Linked DNA regions of Callithrix jacchus: region 1 is linked to region 2. A link is a contact called in public Hi-C data. All regions are on one chromosome and are shown on one strand. The core of a region is the stretch at or near the end of the contact, and the rest is flanking DNA. Distances in the headings are between cores, read along the strand shown.

Evidence for each region. Hi-C and Micro-C count contacts between places; a contact is called where the count stands out from the background.
Region 1: a contact with region 2 is called in a Hi-C map of skeletal muscle, with 8 times the contacts expected there. The contact joins the promoter of NIBAN1 here to the enhancer-like site in region 2. A contact is called at or near these places in 3 of 3 Hi-C or Micro-C datasets (induced pluripotent stem cells and skeletal muscle).

Annotation. Positions count from the first base shown.
Region 1 is chr18:43,099,106-43,101,805 of calJac240_pri, reverse strand. NIBAN1 (niban apoptosis regulator 1) reads left to right here and starts at 1,331. Exons shown (of 14, transcript XM_035279523.3): 1 at 1,331-1,497. The coding sequence starts at 1,443.
Region 2 is chr18:42,959,198-42,961,897 of calJac240_pri, reverse strand. It overlaps NIBAN1 (niban apoptosis regulator 1), which reads left to right. Exons shown (of 14, transcript XM_035279523.3): 11 at 973-1,083. Among named protein-coding and RNA genes, the nearest start is that of EDEM3, 46 kb to the right of the region's middle. Within about 2 kb of position 1,372, at least 3 of the 16 cell types and tissues checked have an H3K27ac peak or open chromatin away from gene starts, as enhancers often do.

The DNA.
Region 1 (2,700 bases), core at 82-2,581, 140 kb before region 2:
GTGATGAAATAGTTGTGTTAAAGTGCAAGTTAACTAACAGGAAAGGCAGGGGGGCGTGGGAAAACCTTCAGAGTCCTCCTCAGGCCTGGTTCTAGTGTATCCAGACCATTTGACCTGGAGGTTAAGTCAATAGGAGTCACAAAAAACTACTAAGAATAGGACAAAATCAGTGGTGACCCCTCTGCCCAAGTGGGTCTTGTTCCAAGAGGCTGCCAAGCTAAATAGTGGTTGTGGGAAAAGAACAAGTATCTTTTCTAAGGATTGATTTCCAGTTTGTTAAGGAGAGGAATGGAAAGTAAAGGTGTAAGATCAGACTTTCATCAAGTCTAAGGAAGTTTCAGGGCTGGGAGTATATTGCAGGGCCAAGCCTTAGTTTTTCCCTAAGTCTTTTCATTTTTTTTTTCTCTCTTTCCTTTTTCCTCATTTCCCCATTCGCTCCTTGGTCTAAGTTCTTGCTTGCAGAAAGATATAGTTTACCTCTGGTTCTCAAACTTAAGGGGGCATCAGAATTTCCTGGAGGGCTTGTGAAAACAGATTGGTGGGCCCCACTCCCAAAGTTTCTAATTGTGTGTGTGTGTGCGTACGCATGTGCATGCTGAGATTTTGCATTTTTTTTCTTTTTCATTTTTTTTGAAGATGGCGTCTTGCTCTTGTCACCCAAGCTGGAGTGAATGGCACGATCTCAGCTAACTGCAACCTTCGCCTCCCGGCTTCAAGAGATTCTCCTACCTCAGCCTCCCAAGTAGCTGGGATTACAGGCGCCTGTCACCACGCCCAGCTAATTTTTGTATTTTCAGTAGAGAGGGTTTCACCATGTTGGCAAGGCTGGTATTGAACTCCTGACCTCGTGATCTGCCCGCCTCAGCCTCCCAGAGTGCTGGGATTACACAGTCGCAAGCCACCGCGCCCGGCCAAGATTTTGCATTTCTAACAGACTCCCAGGTAACACTTGAGAAGTTGCTTTTTGGACAGGAGCACTTACAAGGCAACGTGATCTTGAGCTTCACCTTGAGGGATGTGAGCGGGGAAAGTTCCAGCTCACAGAGGTTTACAGTCACTTGAGAAATGGTCCACTTCCTCCAAGGTGTTTCTTGGATACCCCAAAAGGAGGAAAACGAGAAGTGACCGTGGGTGAGGAGGAGGAGCTGGCGTCCTCCTCGGTGGGGCAGGCGGTCGGAGCTCTCTAGTGCGGCGAGGGCGGGAAGACAGCCCCCAGGCCGGCCCACAGATCCTCAGAGGGCGCGGACCTGGAGGAGGCGCCCAAGAAGGCGACGCCTCTTGCCTCTTGCCTCTCGCCTCTCAGAGGAAGTTTACCCTTATTTTCAGAGCCAGGGTCACCGTCCGATCAACCTCCAGGAGTGAGCAGCGGGCGCGGACCAGATCGGCCAGTCCTCCCGGCGCGGCTGGGCAGTTACCGCGCTCGGCACAGGCGGTTCGCGGCCATGGGCAGCTCGGCCTCTAGCCAGCTGGACGAGGGCAAGTGCGCCTACATCCGAGGTACGCCCGCCCGCCCCCCAGAGGCCTGGGGAGCCCCCCGACCCTTGTGCCAGGCTGGCCACCGCGGCCGAGGCCCCAAGGGGCGCGCCCGGGCCCTCTCCCTGCAGCGCGCGGCGACCCCGACCTCAGCCCGCCCGCGCGAGCCAGGTTTCCCTCCCCAGCCGGCGCGCTCCGGCGCGGGTGTGGACCGGGGACTGGGAGGTCTTGGGAGCCAGGCAGGTGCAGGATGCGGGTGGGGACTCCGGCGCTCCCGCTGCTCCCGCCGCCCTGGAGTCAGGGCCGTCCCGTCCGGCGCACCTCGCCCTCCCATGCCTGCCCTGGACTGAGTTCTGAGCGGTTTCTGAACGGGCCGCCGGGAGAGCAGCGGGGATATCCCTGGTTTCTAAAGATTCCCCTGGGGATTCCCGGCAGCTAAGGCAGAATTTCCCTCTTAATAATGTTGGCCTGGCTTTGGAAAGCGCGGGCTTCGCTCCCACTTCACTGTAGCACTTGCCTGATGATTTCATCAGCGGCAGAAAGGATCCTGTCATGACGTTCCTAGCCCCTGCCCTTCCCTTCCCGTCCCGGAGAGGCGCGAAGCGAAAGAGGAACACTGGTGCGCTTCGTAACGGTCGCGAAAGTTATAGATGGGGAGAAACTCATTTAGGGAGACCTTCAGAGGTGTGGGGACTCAGTAGAGAGCGCGAGGCAGAAAAAAACCAAGACCCAGACCGAACTGAACTGCAGGAAGTCCTGACTATCTCCTGGGTGTATTTGGCCTCCCCTCTTCCCACCTCCCACCCAACCTTGCCTTCCACCACTACCTAACATTTGGTTATCTTACCAATTACTGCCCTTCCCTGCCCCGCCCCAACCCCCACCCTCGGCTTCAGAAATACCTTCTAAACTAGGTATTAAACTCTAGGTCTGTTTGGCCCGTGAGTTCTTTTAAGAACATTTTAAAAGGGTATCAAATCAGAGCACTTGAAAAGCAACGGACATGATTTTCCAGATTCCTGCCCTGGTGGTTTTGGAGGTAAAAGATCCTCAGCAGCCCATAGTGTCAGGGGATAACACTTGCTCAAGTATCACTTGCTTTTGTTTGTTAAAAGGGGGAAAGCTGGATGATTTATTTATATTAGTAAAAGAGCTGACCTAAGCCTAAAAGAAATAAATGAAGCCTGCCTTAGTCTTAAAAATGTGGTTACATGCTCGTGTTCACCA
Region 2 (2,700 bases), core at 123-2,622:
TCACGCTTGTAATCCCAGCATTTTGGGAGACCGAGGAGGGTGGATCACTTGAAGTCAGGAGTTTAAGACCAGCCTGGACAGGGTGGCGAAATCCCATGTCTACGAAAAATACAAAAAAATTAGCCAGGTATGGTGGTGTGTGCCTGTAGTCCCAGCTACTCGGAGGCTGAGGCTAAAGATTTGCTTGAACCCTGGAGGCAGAGGTTACAGTGAACCAAAATTGTGCCACTGCACTCCAGCCTGGGCGACAAAGCGAGACTATGTCTCAAAAAAAAAAAAAAAGTATATATTGGATGCTTTGAGATCTCAGGGGAAGAAAGGAACATTTTTTTTTCATAAAAATTACGGGCAGGATAAATGATACATTTTATCTAACCCTTGAGTTGTAAGGAATTAAAGAGGAACAAGGAACAAAATTGGGCAACAGTTTAGCAGAAATCTCTTTCGAAATACTGGACTCTGGTGACGGGAACACAGGCAAAGGTGCCGAGAATAAGATACCTGAACTAATTCTGCTTTCTGACCCATGAGCGTGTCAGCCACTGTCCCCAGCCATCCCTGACCTGCCCCTCTTCCCAGCACTGCAGAGAGAGGAAGGGATGTGCTGCAGAGTGGTTACATCCACTTAAAAGTGGAGGCGCAGCCAAAAACGAGTTGAAGAAGGCTCCCGCCTCATCCCTTAATCAGTGGCTGCAGGTATCAAAGAACAGAAGTGCCCACGGAGGTGACAGAATGCTTGTTCAGTCCCGTGGTTTGGGGTTTTCCAACTTCTTCCTGCTCCCACTGTGGCCATGTAACTTTTTGTTTCACAGCCCTGGTGGTGGGGTGATGTTGCCCTGGATCACCCCTGGAGGAGCCGCCGAGAGGACTCCTCTGTGATGGCCGCTGCTCTCCAGGTCCACGTAGCCAGGCCTGCGGGCGGTGATCCCAGCCTCTGACTGTTGTCTGTTTCTGTGTCTCTCTGGTTTCTAGCTAATGGAGAATGCAGTCTTCACTTTCGAGCAGCTGCTTTCCCCGCATCTCCAAGGAGAGGCCTCCAAAACTGCAGTTGCCATTGAGAAGGTTAAGCTCCGAGTCTTAAAGGTAAAACCATTGTCTTGTTTGTGGGAAGCATAAAATGAGAATGTGTTTCTCTCGTTTCTTTTCTCTTGTTTCTCCTATTTCTTTTGTGAAGTGGAAAATACCACGTTCTCTCCTTTGCTCTAATCTTTCCCCACCCCTTCCTCTCCGAAGTCCAGTGACTGTCAATCCGCGTTTCTCCAGTGTGACTTCCGTGCCTCTTCTGCCATCTAGTGGCCACTGCTGGTCCCCAGCTTCATAGGCCCTGCATCTCAGCCTTCATAGAGATGGAACTTGACAAACATTTATTGGCTGTCCACTATAAGCCTTGTGTGGGATGTAAAAATAGGCAAGGCACAGCCTCTTTCTTCAAAGAGGTTGCAATATAGTAAAATCCATTAAACTCGCAAATATTTTATTGATTTTGAAAAATCAAAACCTCATGTAAAGGAAATACTCTAAGAAAAAGAAACCTACCATATGAAATTGTTTTAAATGTACTTCAGCATGAATGTATATTAAAATAGTTTTAATAATAGGAACTTGCACATATATGTTGTATTGATCCAGACAAGAACTTGTGCATTAATTAGAATATGCCCCCATTGTACAGAGGAGGAACTGATTCTGTAAAAGCTAATGTGACTTAATTAAGCTCAACAGGCTGGTTAATGGTGAGTTTAAGGATAAACTATCATGCACCTAGTCCATGATATCTGGTTCCCCCAAACACCGCCTTGGAACAGAAGATCAAAGTCCCACAGAGCCTGGGGGTGGCCTCTAAATATCGGACTTGATCTTGATGCCTCACAAGCAAGAGGAAACTCTAGCAACCAAATCATTGATACTAAAAGTAATATTGATCATGGTAACACACATAGTAATGAACTTGCTGGAGCTGTGTCACATTCTTTAAGCAAACAGAAAGAAAGGAAGAAAAAACATAGAAAGCTGTTCAAATATTAGGTCCTCAGGATTGCAAGAGATTGTGAGTGCATTTAGTTCAACTTCATATTCAGTGTTCAGCAGGTTCCCACAACAGGTAGTCTCACTAGTACTCAGACACCTGCACTATCAGGAAGATTTCTGCCTCTCAGGATAGCCCATTTTAGTTATTGACAGCAAGAACATGCTTTCTTATGTTAGACCAAAGTTCTCACCACTGGTCATTCCAGTTCTACCCGTTTCATTCATAGCCTTCTTCCACATGGCAGCCTTTGGTTGTTTGAATAGAGTTATAATTTGCCCTAAGTTATTATCTCCAATATAAACACCGTCATCTCTTTGACCATTCTTCACTTGGCCTGACCATTCTTCTCACTGCCTGTGATTATGCTCTGATTTATCTGTGATCCCTTTGAAGTGACATCTAAATCCTGGTTTCCATGTTGGGATGTCCATTGCAGAACAGAGAGGATAATCTTTCCTGTTCTGTTTACTGAACTTCTTTGGCTACCATGTCACAATATTAATGGAGACACCAGCCAGGCCTTCTCTTCCCTTGTGGAATCATTACAACCCACTGCCCCTGCTTTGAGGATGTGGAGTAATAGATGATCATGGTTTCCACGAACATACCTGGGACAGGAGTAATAAAGTACAAACTCACCCCCAGTTCTATCCCCAACTTCTTTATCATGT